Regions from separate parts of the Sus scrofa genome. Here all the other regions are linked to region 1. A link is a contact called in public Hi-C data. All regions are on one chromosome and are shown on one strand. Each heading gives the region's core, a stretch centred on a gene start, on an enhancer-like site or on the middle of the called end of the contact. The rest is flanking DNA. Distances are from core to core; before and after follow the strand shown.

Region 1 (2,665 bases), core at 95-2,594:
TCTGAGATTAAAAATACATCACTCATTCCAAAGAGATGTCAGAGGAATTTTCAGTTCCTGAGACCTTAGAGAAACGTAAGTTTAACTCAACAGCAACTAGATTTATTATTAAACCTTGTTACTCATATCCTTAATCTTTCTCTAAGCAAAAGAGAGCACAAAAGATACTCTTTTGTCCATTTGATTTTGGTTTTTACTTTTTAAGTGATCAGCTCCTTCACGTTAAGGAAATTAGGTTTATTAACTCATCTGTACATCTGGGTTTGCTTTAATAATTGTTTTTATCAAACCTATATTTTCTGGTGCTGTCTGGTAACTCTAACCTCACCAGTAGCCTTGGGTATACCCAGCCCTCTCCCTGGCCTTAGTGAGCTGAGTACACAAAGCAGCCCGGTGCTGTCAGCCCACTGGCATACAGCTCAGGTGAGTGAAACGGGTGCTTTTCTCATCTCCGAAGTCTAAGTGATGCTGTAGGTCACTACTGTCAGAACTCCCAAGAGTCCTTAGCTAGCGTTTCACCATGCTTAGGCCAACTATAAAGAAGTCCCAGGCGATCAGCTGGTCTCAGAGGTGAATGAAGCAGGACACCCTGCATTCTGAGATTGGGATCAGAATGAAGACGTGTAAAGAGGTTCTTGCTCCGCAGTATGATGGGACTGGAAGAGAGGTGTGGACTGGGGACTGGGAGAGGGTTGAGAGGTCCTTGTGAGAGCCTCGCTCAGCCCCAGTGAGGGTGGGAGGTGAACATGAGTTCAGTCTCAAAGGATGAAGAGGGAGCCAGACAGGTGGGAGGAGTAAGTGGAAGTGCAGAGATGAAGGGTCTGGCATGTGGAGAAGGGCGGGTGGTCAGGGTCTGGGACAAGCAGCAGAGTGAGACCGGGAGGGACAGGAAATAAGGCTGCAGCATCAGCTGGGGGCCGGGTTGGAGCGGGTGTGTACTCTGGACTGACTGCTGGGCTGACAGTGATCCTGGTGATAGGAGTGGGCGAAGAGTGGATTCAGAATCGAGGCTTTTAAGCAGGAAAAGGGTGGATTAGAGTGCATATAATTGAGCTGCCGGGGGCGGTGTAGCTACAGCGAGAGTGAAGAGGGCAGTCACTGTTACAGGGGTGCTAGGAAGGGCTTATCCAGGCAGGGCCATTTCAGAGAGAAGAAATACCCCTTCCTGCCACCAACCAGCCATGTATGTCACTGCTGCGTGGTGCACTGGAACCGAATGATCCCTGAGGCCCCTTCCTCCCAGCCCTGGTACTCAGCTGTCCTGAGACCCACAGCTGAGGACCCTGCCTTCACTGCCACTTCAGGACCAGCTTTGAGGCAGCCTGGCAGTTGAGAAGCACCTCCTCTCTCTTCTCTCCTGTAAGGATGGGTTTCCTAGAGCTGCTGCTGCCTGGAGCCAGCACTGTGTTCTTTCCTTTATACAGCATTTTATTGATTCATTCCCAAAATAAAAAGTAATAGATCCCAGCTGTTGGAATAAAGTTGTGGTCAAAGCAATGGTAGAACGATACGTTTTCTGGCCTGAAATGTCTCCAGTGGAGATAGGAATTGGTGTTTAGTCATTTTCACCCCAAGTGAACTTGTGCCAAGAACAGCCAGTACTATGTTGGGTAACCTTTGAAAGGGATGGGATTGTTTTTCTCTGATCTACTGACACTGATCATATAAACTTCAAGATCTAATAAAGTTGAAACTTGTGTTTTAGAACCTTTTTTTTTTTTTTTGGCAGACACCTGAACTATTTAAAAGTAAACTTTAAAAAAATTGTCAAAACTAATGGTAGTACATGGAAAATTACTCTAGTCCAGGCTGAAAAACTAGACCTCCCTAGGAATCAGACATTCTTGCTTCTGTTTTCTTCATAGCTTCGCAACGAATTACACAGAGAGGGGACCCCAGTTTTGGCAAAAGTGGTAGAAAAGGCCAGGAGGGGCCTGACCACCCAGAAGGGAACTGCATATAAGTCAGCCCGTTCTTTCTCTCCAGGGAGTCAAAATAGGCTCCCCTCTCCAGAATGAGGGTGGTACAGAGGGGCCGGCCTGTTAGATCTCAGTAGATGGCCCACCCCCAGGAACAGCACAGTTTGCCCTCAAGGAGGTAGTGGAAAGTGTCACTTCATACTCCTAAAGAATTAGAGCAAGAGTTTGTGACATTCTTTTGATTCCTGGGCCCAACTAGAGATGTTCATCTGGCTTTTGTTCTGTTTTAACTGAGATGCAGAGAGGTTGAGGTTGTCTGTGGTGTGTTGGAACTGGGGCTCAGAGAGGTTCTCACAAGGACTTTTGCTGCCAGTGGCCATTGTCCAGCCATCCCGTCCTCCCAGGGGTATGGAGGAAGTCTGCCTTTCATTGAACCGAGATATTCTTCTACCTCACCTTCTGGCAGCCTCCCTGTCTGCTGTCCCACGCCTTTCCCAGTACTATGATCAGAAGTGAAGAGTTAGTGACCTGAGCATTTTGTAGCATATGTTGCCATTAACATCTGTTGGAGTCCTGCTTCCCAACTTTTAAAAGTATTTTGTTCTAAAAACCTTGCTCATGGGATATATCGTTCCAGCACAGAGTGCTTTTAAGCCTTCCTACAACAAAGCTTTGGTGATAAATCCCATCTTAAAATGCTTCTGAAAGTCTCAAGACCAGATCCGGGAGGAGTGATCTCCACCCCA
Region 2 (2,665 bases), core at 55-2,554, 470 kb after region 1:
CCTTTTGAGATTGCAGAGGTTTTATCAAGTAATCTTCATATCATACCTTGGTATATATTCACCCCTGAATTTTGGGTTAATGAGCCAATTTAAGTCAGTTCAAATAAATTTCATTCAGTTCAACTAACCATTATGGAGGACATGTGCTAGGCCCTTAGGAAAACGAATGACTCTTGATCTCTGCCTTTAGAGACTTCACAGTCAAACAAAGAAGAAGCAAAAATACTTAATTTTAATATCATGTGATCAAAGACATATTTCAGATACAAACTGCCATGGAAGCATAGAGCCTGACTGATGATTTTTGTATAGGAATCACCAAAGGCTCACAGAAGCCCGGACACTTGGGTGGGCTTTGAAGAAAGAGTGGAGGGGAGAGAATTTATCAGGTGACACTGAGGTCTTGAGAGTGACAGCTTCTATTGGCCCAGAGACCGGAGTTTTATTATTGCTACCATTATTATTATCGTTATACATTACCATTTTTATTTTGCCTAAGTCATATTCATAGCAACTGTGAAATTTCTAGATCAACATGCACATGAAACAGGATTTGAGGCAACAAGAACTCAGAAGCCATGCGTTTAAGTTGTACCTCCACTTTGCAGAAAAATTTCAAAAGCACCCCTAACAACTCAGAGTAAGAATCCTGGTGTGAGTGCATGTCTATATATTTATTTTTAGCCATTCTTACATATTTGGACCAAGGCCATTTCTAAACGGTAAAATAGTAAATGGTCAGAGCACGATGTCCTGTCTGTGATAACTGGAAGAAGAGGCACTCTTTCCGAGAACCCCATTTGGAAGGTTCTGGTCATTTCCATTCAAATCATAGGAGTGTGTGAGAAGCAGGAGCTCATCCCTGTTTATCTCTATGTCCAAATTGGTGACACCATCAAACGCTACACATCAGGAGGGAACCTTCAGAAATCTCACCCCTCTGCATGCTGCTGTGGTTTCCATGATAGGACCGATAGGAGAAATGATAAGAGAGAAAGGAGAGCATGGAGGAGGACACAGGTATCCTGCAGAGTCAGGACACGCGGTGACGCCAGGGCTCTCCGAATCTCTCCCCAGGCAGTGGGGTTTTTCTCTCAGTGATGTTTTCTTCAATAAAAAGAAATGAATCCTGTTATAAGTCCGGCCCTTCTGGGGTTGCAAGGAGGGCAGTGGTGGTGCCACCAACCAGGCCCGTCCCCGCCCAGCAAGCTCGGGATCCTGAGGGGACAAAGCTGCATGTCTGTCCCTGGGCACCAACACATCTCTGGAATGGCCAACAGCCCAGGCACCATGAACAGGAAGGCTTTATTTTCAGAGCTGGGTGGGAGAGAAGCAGCTGAACGAGGAGTGTTCAGTGCTTTGCTATGGTGCAAGGTCAGGGCTTATTTTCAAAGCAAATGACAGATTGTTCTTTGTCCATCTGTAGCTAAATGACACCCGCGGCCCCAGGAGGAATAGTTGGTGCCCGTCACGAGACGCCACGCCCTCCTCACATGCTTGTGTCAGGCTCTAAAAGGAGCCTGATGAGCCAGCCTGCCGCCCTGCCCCTGACCTCTGGCCACCAACTCTGCTTTTCCCCTCTTCTTTCTTTGGTGTCTGGTTTCACAAACGCCGAATAAAAAGCTTATTGATTCAGCATTTGAAGTCATTGGAGCTGAACTAACTGAAGTTTTCCTTTGCAATATCTTAGCAAAGGGCTTGATAAATAAACAAAGATAAAAAGCTGTTAGAGGAAGAGGGGATTTAATCCAATTAAAATAATAAATGTATCAAAAAGACTAAGTGGGATTGCCATGTTCACATTTTGTGGTCGATAGGTTTTATATTTTGGGCGGTCTCCAATTGATTGGCACGATGTTGACAAAAATTATGCAACTTAAAAAAAAGGAAGGAAGAGAAAGAAAGATTATAGCTAAGATTATTTAAAATGGCACCGTGGGAGCTCCTGCTGTGGTGCACCAGTGGGACTGGTGGTGTCTTGGGAACACTGGGACATGGGTTTGATCGCTGGCCCAGCACAGTGGGTTAAGGATCTGGTGTTTCCCCAGCTGCACTTAGGTCAAGACTGTGGCTCAGGTCTGATCCCTGGCCCAGGAGCTCCGTATGCCTTGGGGCAGCCAAAAATGAAAAACAAAACAAAACAAAACAAAAACAGCACTGTGATTGATTAGCAATGTCTGTGCTGGGCTCAAAGGAAGACACAGGAGTGATAGTAAATAGGCCAGGTATTTGCTTCCTTAATTGTGCTCAAGTTGCTTTTTGAAAAGGAGCTGTGCAAAAAATAAACAAAATGAAAGCACATAACATGAATTAAGCATTTATTGTGTTCTAGGCCTATGCTAGATACTGTAATTAATTTTTTCATCTGATGCTCATTGCACTCTGAAAAATAGTAATGATCCTATTTTACAAATGGGGAAATTGAATCCTATAGAGGTTAAGCTGACAAAGGCCAGATGGCCAGTTGGTAGCAGAGTCAGGTTGGAAATTTGGGGTTGGCTGATGCCAAAGTCCATTGTCCTTTCAATTAAAATAAAAAAGACCTCTAGTTGACAACGCATTAAATGAATCAGTATGTTAAAAGGCTTCTGCATGTATGGGAATTTTTTTTTTTTTTTTTTTTTTTTTTTGGCCGCATCTGAAGCACATAGAGGTTCTCAGGCTA
Region 3 (2,665 bases), core at 55-2,554, 380 kb before region 1:
TTGCATTTGGCAGGACTGGACTATAACGGCAGCAACTGCCTGAATGTGATAGGATGGCAGGTTTGGATTGCCTGCTTCAAACCATCTTAGAGACATAGTCTTGCCTCTCCAGCCCCACTGTCTCTATTCAAGTCCAGCTCATCCTTTCTGGCCCCAACTACTGCAATAACCTCCTAAGAGAACCCCTCTCTGGTCCTAGTTTTACATCAATTTCATCCTCAGGGTAATCTTTCCAAAATGCAAATGTGGTTCTATCATATACTGTCTACATAAAAAGATTTAATGACTCATTGTCCTCATAATTAGACCCATGCACTTAATATTCCTTATAAGGCCTTTTGTGATCTGACCTCTGCTTTCCTCTCCTTTTTCTCTCCCCCGCTCCTCTGCAGTCTCTCGGTTTCCCAAAAGGTTTTATCCCTGGCTGGTTTTAGCCCAAGTTGTTTTTCTCTCTGCCTAGAATATTTTAAAATGAAAACCCATGCCCCTCTGACCAGCTATTCTCCTTAATCCTGCTAACTAGAATTTATTCTTCAGGTCTCAGATTAGATGTTATTTCCTTTGATAAACTCTCCCTGATGGTACAAGACTGGGTTATTCAACCCTCCTGGGTACACCCATAGCACTCTTTACTTCCATCATCCTTGCATTTGTCATATTTCCTCATACTAGAAAAATGTGTATCTTCCCTCTGACTACTATAAGCTCCCTAAGGATAAGGTCTCCCTTTTGTTCAACAATGTATCCCCATTTCTTAGCACAGCTCCTGGTATAGAACAATACACAATCAAAATTAATTGAGTAGATGAATAAACAAATCATAAAACGCAATTGGTACTGTTCAAGGAATCATAAGATTCTTGGGCATGAGATTTTAGTAGAGAAGGTCTTCCTGTGTATGTCAGTCACAGTCCCTTTCCATCAAGTTGTCAACCATACATGCTCAAGACACGTTGTTTTAGCACAGATAACATGAAGATGTGGAGAAGATCACCTAATCCATCTTTTCACTTACAGCAGAGAAGTTCTATGGAACAAACAAAAAGCAAAGACTTTAACAAAGGGACTTTTTTAAACAAACAGCAAAGACTTTAACAAATGTTTCCTGCACAGTAAAGGGAACACACAAGGCTTGGTGAGGCATCTGGAGATTAGCAATGCTGAGAAGCTTTACTACCCCTAGGGCTTCTCCAGACAAGAGGAGGAAATACTGTTTTTAGAGCCCAGTGAGAGCAGGAACCATGGAGGAAGGGCTGTCTAGCAGGAGTTGTACTTATGGCAGGATGCAACAACAGCCACAGGACGCTAAAGCCGGAAGAGAGAACAAACACCCAGTTCTCTTTTTATCCCACCCTCCTTCTCCTCAACCCGCCTGGATGACCTGAAAGCAAGTTGGCAATGGACCCTGGGTTATGCAGTCCAGAGGACTCAGCATGGCAGAGCATGAATCTGGAAGGGGAAGAAAACAAAGAATAGCACACATTCTTACCTAAACCAGCATCTGTGAGAGCAGAACTGTTATCTTCCCTGTGTCCTGGGGGATATGTGATTAAAGAGAAAATACAGAAGTTTAGTGTTTAATTTTTGTGATCCCTAAATACTTTAAAAAAGCAAAGAAGCCCAGAAATAAATATAAAAGACCCTCACCTACCAACAACCCAGATATAACACATGAACTTTTTGTCATGACTGTTTCAGAGTTAATGCTCTTGTTTAAGGGGAAAAAAATCATCACTAAAGTGGTATGTATTCCTCCATTCACAATTTTGCTAAATATATTTGTATCTATGAACAATATATAACATTGTTTTGTATCATTATGCAATTCACAAAATGGTCCCATACTGTGTATGTCCTTTTGAATCTTATTTTATATGGTCAGCACAATGTTTCTAGCATTTATTTGTGTTGATACATATAAATCTGGTTTGTTTTTACTTCTATGTGGTTTTCTATTGTATGAATATTTACATTTTCCATGTTACTAATATACATGAATTTATTTCCACCATTCTTATTTTGTTGTTTTATGTTTTTCTTTTCCTACCCATTTTGGTTGTTGTTGCTTTTTTTTTTTTTTTTTTTTTTTTGGAAGGGGGGTGGTAGGAGAAGGAGATTCTTTTCTGTATTTCCTCTGCTTCCTAACCATATAGGGAGTTACAGATTTTATTTATTTTCTTTTAATTTATAATCTTAATTGTTTAACATACATCATTGACCTAAAGAAATTATTAGGATATTAAACTATTTAAGCTCTTGCTTTTCCTCCCTACCTTCCATGTTATTGTTGCCTAGAATTTTAGTTCCACATATTTAACCAAAAAATAAATCATTTTAAAATTTGTTTTTGGAGCTCCTGCCTTGGTGCAGTGGGTTAAGAATCCAACCACAGTGGCTAGGTTCTCTGTGGAGGTGTGGGTTTGATCCCCAGCCTGGCACAGTAGGCTAAAGGATCTGGCATTGTTTCGCCTGCAACATAGTTCAAAGCTGCAGCTCAGATTCAATCTCTAGCCCAGAAACTTCCATATGCTGTAGGTATGGCCATAAAAAAATTTAAAAAAAATTTGTTTTTAGTCAAAGTTCAGTATATTTGTTTACATGTTTACTAATTACCTCGAATCTTACTTCTTTCTTCTGTGCTATATTTCCTTCTCGAAATGCATCT
Region 4 (2,665 bases), core at 55-2,554, 350 kb before region 1:
TAAGTGTGGTGTCCAGAGCAGCAGAATTGGCACCACCTGGCATCTCCTTAGAAGTGAAGAATCTCAGCCCTCCCCAGACCTCCTGACTCAAAATCTGCATTTTAACAAGATCCCCCAAGTGATTCATATGCGCATTCATGTTTGAGAAGCACTGTTCTAAGGTTTCCAAAAGGCAAAATAAAACTGCAAAGTGAACAGCTGCAAAACAGATGCAAAGCAAACCACGTGGTGTAACATATGACTTCTCCAGAGGATTTATGACCCTCTGTGGATGGTAGCTTGTAATATAGAAAACAGAAATTTGAAAGAATGTGTGCAAAAAAATCAATGTCATGTTATATCTTTTTAATTGCCCTTAAAGGGATCCACCTTGGGTTCAAGAAAATGTAGTGCTAGTACCTAAAACTGCTTCATGCACCCAATGAGGGCACAAGTATTTGGTGGGTTTTTGTTTTTGGTTTTTTCTCATAAGGAACAAAGTTAAGATTTATACTGATCTTCCATGAAATCAGGGAGTTTGATTTGATCAGTATTTCCAACACAGCATTCCATAGTACCAAAATTTTGTAACGAGAAAAAAGTCAATGTTGTATATTTTAAATAACTTAGAAAATAGACTAAGGTGACTGGATCAGTTTCAACTTAAAGTCCTCATTCAACTTACCCAGATTGATTCATTGAAGAAATATTAAGTACCTCCTAGTGTATAGCACAAGGAAATTTACTCAATACTGTGTAATAAAGTATATGGGAAAAGAATCTGAAAAGGAATGGATATATGTATAACCGATTTACTGTGCTGTACTCCTGAAATTAACATAATTTTGTACATCAACTATATTCCAATAAAATTTTAAAAAGAAAGAAAGATTAGGTCCCAGAATCTTTGCAAAGGAGAGTTTGAAGGAATGCAGCAACCAGTGCTGCAAATCATTGCCTGAGATTAGGTGCGGCAGGCAGCACTTGATAACTGAGACGAGAGGGGAACAGAGATGGGGGAGGAGTCGGACCCGCAGGACCTGGAGGGAGGAGGAGGGGGAGGAGCTCTGGATGCCCTTGTGAATGCGCTGGAGCTCGACCGTTCGGGAGGCAGGTCTAGCCGGATTCACACGCTTGCCTGCAGGACAGACCACGACTCTGCTTGTGGAAGGTTTTCCGAGGACAACGTCCCGCGATCCCGCTGCCTCTTTCCCACGGAGCTGTGGCCGAGTTTCAGTTGAACAATCCACAAGGGTCAAGACTCTGGAGAGCAGGTCTAGGAGAGGCCGCTAGAGGCCGCGCTCGGTCCCTTCCCCGAAAACCGAAAGGGCTCCAGCGAATGTGTGTTCAGCCAGCACTGTGTTCTTTCATAACCTCCGCGCTGTGCTTGCGGCTCTCTGCGAAGGCCGGAGGCAGATCAAACACCGGCCTCGAAGTCAGAGAATGCTGTAGCCCCTCCATCACAGATGGTGGGATGCTGGGTGGCCTCTTAGAGCCCTTCCTCCGACTGCCGGGCCTCTCCCCAGGACTCCCCTGGGGCTGAAAGCTTGGTCCGCTGATAACAGTCCCCTGACCCCGCTGGGATTCTGAAGCCCAGAGAATGGATTTGGAGAGAAAGCAGTGGAGCAAGGGTGGAGAGAGAAGGAACCTCAGAGCTCAGGCAGGCAGACTCCTTCCCAGCGTGGCACCTGAGCCTTGGGACTGCTCCCCTGGAGGTTGGGCCTGAGTTGACGCTACAGGAGGAACCCAAGTGGAAGAAATCAACCAATCTGGGAAATGAAGCAGAGGTTTCTAGAGGCTGCCCCGCCTAAAAGAGTGTTCAAAGGCCACTGAATTCTTAAGGTCATTGGACTTTTTTTTTTTTTTAACCTGTGACGACTCAGTCAGGACAAGGCAAGCAAGAGAAAATTGCTCCTGAAATACTTCCTGAAAAGTTCTGAACCAGTGAATCACAATCCGGTCGCAGGACAGAGAGGCACTGGCACTTCCACAGGGAAAGGAAATCACCCAATATTTGTGAGCACCCCTCCAGGCTCACAAATTTTTGCATTCAGTTGCTTAGTGCTTTTTGCATTCAGTTGCTTAGTGACCTAACAGGCCAGGGGGGCGAATATAAATATCTCCATTTCCCTGATGTCAACATCAGGACTGGGAGATGTTAAGTAATTTTCCAGGGTGGGCTGGTAACAAAGTGACAGAGCTATGATGCTTGTTTATTTGATTTAGTTTATAAATAGATTATACAGTCACATCATTCAAAATCATAAAGCCTAGAAAAATCTCTCATCCACATGACCCCCAAATATCCAGTTGCCTTCATACACAGGTAATAACTACCATCATGTGTTCCTTATTATGTAGACACTTTCAGCATTTCCTTATGCATACCAGTTAATGAGAAATATATTATTTTTGTTTGTTTGATTTTCTTGTTATTGTTGTTGTCTTTTTGCCTTTTCTGTGGCCACTCCCTCGGCATATGGAGGTTCCCAGGCTAGGGGTCGAATCGGAGCTGTAGCCACGCCACAGCCACAGCAACGTGGGATCTGAGCGTCTGCAACCTACACCACAGCTCACAGCAATGCCAGATCCTTAACCCACTGAGCAAGGCCAGGGACTGAACCCGCAACCTCATGGTTCCTAATCGGTTTCGTTAACCACTGCACCACGACAGGAACTCCCGAGA
Region 5 (2,665 bases), core at 99-2,598, 290 kb after region 1:
ACCACCGTAGTTCTAGGACTGGACAGACACCTGGAAATGGATCTCTCTCTCTTTTTTTTTTTTTTTGTCTTTTTAGGGCTGCATCGCAGCATATGGAGGTTCCCAGGCTAGGAGTCGAATCGGTGCTGTAGCTGCTAACCTATACACCATAGTCGCAGCAGTGCAGGATCCAATCTGTGTCTGCAACCTACACCACAGCTCATGGCAACGTCAGATCCTTAACCCACTGATCAAGGCCAGGGATCAAACCCGGGTCCTCATGGATACTATTTGGGTTCATTTCTGCTGAGCCATGATGGGAACGCCTTCATTTCATCATGAATACTTTTTAGCCGAGGGTTTTTTTAAACGAGGATGTGCACCGTGTTTAAAGGAAGTGGATCATGGCCATCATTAACAAATCAATAAATCATGCCGGAGAGGGTGTGGAGAAAAAGGAACCCTCCTACGCTGTTGGTGGGACTGTAAATTGATACAGCCACTGTGGAAAACAGTATGGAGGTACCTCAGAAAACTAAATATAGAACTACCATATGTCCCAGCAATCCCACTCTTGGGCATATAGCCAGACAAAACTTTCATTGAGAAAGATACATGCACGCCTATGTTCTTTGTAGCACTATTCACAGTAGCAAGACATGGAAACAAATGTCCAACAGCAGATGAATGGATTTGGGAGATGTATATACACACAATGGAATACTACTCAGCCATAAAAAAGAATAAAATAATGCCATTTGCAACATGGATAGAACTAGAGACTTTCATACTAAGTAGAGTAAGGAAAAGAAAAATACCATATGATTTCATTTATATCTGGAATCTAATATATAGCACAAAGGAACCTTTCCACAGAAAAGAAACTCATGGACTTGGAGAACACACTTATGGTTGCCAAGGGGGACGGGGAGGGAGTGGGATGGGCTGGGAGTTTGGGTTAGTAAATGCAAACTGTTGCCTTTAGAATTGGTAAGCAGTGAGATCCTGCTGTATAGCACAGGGAACTATATATCTAGTCACTTGTGATGGAACATGATGGAAGATAATGTGAGAAAAAGAATATATATATATTTATGTATGACTGGGTCACTTTGCTGTACAGTAGAAATTGACAGAACACTGTAAATCAACTATAATGGAAAAAATAAAAATCATTAAGAAAAAGAAAAAAAAAACGAAACCAAAAAAAAAAAAAGGAAGTGGATCAGAAATTTCAAGTGGAAAGTGTTGGCTAACCTAAGTGCAGATTTTCTGTGGCTGGCGAGCAAAGGTCAAGCTCAAAGCCTTGGGACAGTTATTATTGGTCAGTCCTGCCACCAAGTTTGTACTCTACCCCATGTTTAGCACACAGTGTGTTATAACCTGGTAGAAACAGCTCTCATGAGCCGCAGCAGCAGCTGTAGGCTTCCCACTTCCTCTCGACCATAGTGAAGCTACCATTTGCTCTAAGGCAGCTTCAGATCCTTTACTGAACCCTCAAAAGTATAGTAAAATATTTTCTAAACACTTAACACTTTGAGGGATTTAATTCATGGTGTTAGCATTATAGAACTTATTTTTTTTTTTTGGATGGAGTTCATGTTACACAAAAAGCACAATTTTATTTATTTATTTGCTTTTTAGGGCTGTACCCGTGGCATATGGAGGTTCCCTGGCTAGGGGTCAAATCAGAGCTACAGCTGCCAGCCTATGCCACAGCCACAGCCACAGCCACGCCGGATCCTTAATCCACTGAGCAAGTCCAGGGATCGAACCCACAACCTCATGGTTCCTAGTTGGATTCATTTCTGCAGTGCCACGACGGGAACTCCAGAAGCACAATTTAAACACTGCCTTAAGCAAGAGTCTCCTTCAGCGGAGCCCTCAGGACCTTATCTCTGCTCCCCTCTTTGTGGTGGCTCGTTCTCATCCCTGACAGTCATGGGATGGACTTTGTGGGCCAGAGGATGCACTCCGGTCATGCGTCCACCTTTGGGTGCTCACCCACACCATCTCCACTCAGTAGACTAGGTCAGTCCTGAAAAGGATGTTGGGATGGTGCCAGAAGAATGGGTGCCAAGTAAACAAAAAGAAAGCTTTCTCCTACCATTAAAATTCTCCTTTTCACTTCCCTGCAGATAACCCTGTGGCTCAGGCCCTAAGCCAAAAGAGAAATTTGGATGAGGAACTAAATTACGGACATGAATCTAGTTTTCCTCCCTTCCCTCCACCCTATTACGGCTCCCTGTTGGTTGTCTTTCTCCCATGTAATTTAATCTGCTGTCCTCTTCCATAAGGCTGTTTAGGTATATGTCAGGGTTTCTTTTTGCTTTGAGTGTGGGTTTTCTTCCCACTCTCATGACTCAATGAATGGATCTTGGCTTAAGCTCCTCTCAAAAACCCACAGCAAGAAGGACACATGTCCTTGTGTCCTAATTTGTAGCTGAAACCCTGAGTTGCCAAACAAGGAGCAGTTTTAGGACTGATGCTAAGAACCTGTTCCTGTGCACTTGTTCTAAGTTTTCCCATTTAGATGGCATCTGAAGGCGGGCAGCGTCCCGCAGTTCTCTGATGCACGCTGGCTCTTCTTTCAGGGGTGCAGATTGCCGGGAGGCAGGCTGTGGTGATCGGGCGCAGTAAAATAGTGGGTGCCCCGATGCATGACTTGCTTCTGTGGAACCATGCC

The links. A called contact is a pair of places that touch in the nucleus more often than the background predicts.
Region 2: a Hi-C map of heart right ventricle shows a contact between it and region 1, with 2.3 times the contacts expected there. The contact joins two enhancer-like sites. A contact is called at or near these places in 2 of 47 Hi-C or Micro-C datasets (heart right ventricle and omental adipose tissue).
Region 3: a Hi-C map of embryonic fibroblasts shows a contact between it and region 1, with 4 times the contacts expected there. The contact joins two enhancer-like sites. A contact is called at or near these places in 10 of 47 Hi-C or Micro-C datasets (embryonic fibroblasts, fetal heart ventricle, fetal skeletal muscle and 6 more).
Region 4: a contact with region 1 is called in a Hi-C map of alveolar macrophages, with 1.8 times the contacts expected there. The contact joins two enhancer-like sites. A contact is called at or near these places in 6 of 47 Hi-C or Micro-C datasets (alveolar macrophages, embryonic fibroblasts, mesenteric adipose tissue and 3 more) and 1 of 2 datasets of contacts at active chromatin or transcription factors (skeletal muscle).
Region 5: a contact with region 1 is called in a Hi-C map of liver, with 2.9 times the contacts expected there. The contact joins two enhancer-like sites. A contact is called at or near these places in 3 of 47 Hi-C or Micro-C datasets (liver and undifferentiated spermatogonia).

The regions. Positions count from the first base shown.
Region 1 is chr7:88,200,832-88,203,496 of Sscrofa11.1, forward strand. The region is part of intron 27 of AKAP13 (A-kinase anchor protein 13); the gene reads left to right. Among named protein-coding and RNA genes, the nearest start is that of KLHL25, 90 kb to the right of the region's middle. Within about 2 kb of position 1,345, at least 20 of the 83 cell types and tissues checked have an H3K27ac peak or open chromatin away from gene starts, as enhancers often do. A contact at or near this core is called in alveolar macrophages, embryonic fibroblasts, liver and 2 more, where this site is marked.
Region 2 is chr7:88,668,862-88,671,526 of Sscrofa11.1, forward strand. No RefSeq gene overlaps it. Among named protein-coding and RNA genes, the nearest start is that of PPP1R36, 55 kb to the left of the region's middle. Within about 2 kb of position 1,305, at least 22 of the 83 cell types and tissues checked have an H3K27ac peak or open chromatin away from gene starts, as enhancers often do. A contact at or near this core is called in omental adipose tissue, where this site is marked.
Region 3 is chr7:87,825,842-87,828,506 of Sscrofa11.1, forward strand. It overlaps LOC106504496 (a long non-coding RNA gene), which reads right to left. Exons shown (of 4, transcript XR_002345980.1): 3 at 1,490-1,534; 4 at 1-1,027. Among named protein-coding and RNA genes, the nearest start is that of SV2B, 60 kb to the left of the region's middle. Within about 2 kb of position 1,305, at least 10 of the 83 cell types and tissues checked have an H3K27ac peak or open chromatin away from gene starts, as enhancers often do.
Region 4 is chr7:87,848,082-87,850,746 of Sscrofa11.1, forward strand. No RefSeq gene overlaps it. Among named protein-coding and RNA genes, the nearest start is that of AKAP13, 40 kb to the right of the region's middle. Within about 2 kb of position 1,305, at least 73 of the 83 cell types and tissues checked have an H3K27ac peak or open chromatin away from gene starts, as enhancers often do. A contact at or near this core is called in alveolar macrophages, embryonic fibroblasts, mesenteric adipose tissue and 1 more, where this site is marked.
Region 5 is chr7:88,495,298-88,497,962 of Sscrofa11.1, forward strand. MTHFD1 (C-1-tetrahydrofolate synthase, cytoplasmic) reads left to right here. Exons shown (of 27, transcript XM_021099913.1): 7 at 2,574-2,665. Among named protein-coding and RNA genes, the nearest start is that of MTHFD1, 25 kb to the left of the region's middle. Within about 2 kb of position 1,349, at least 19 of the 83 cell types and tissues checked have an H3K27ac peak or open chromatin away from gene starts, as enhancers often do. A contact at or near this core is called in liver, where this site is marked.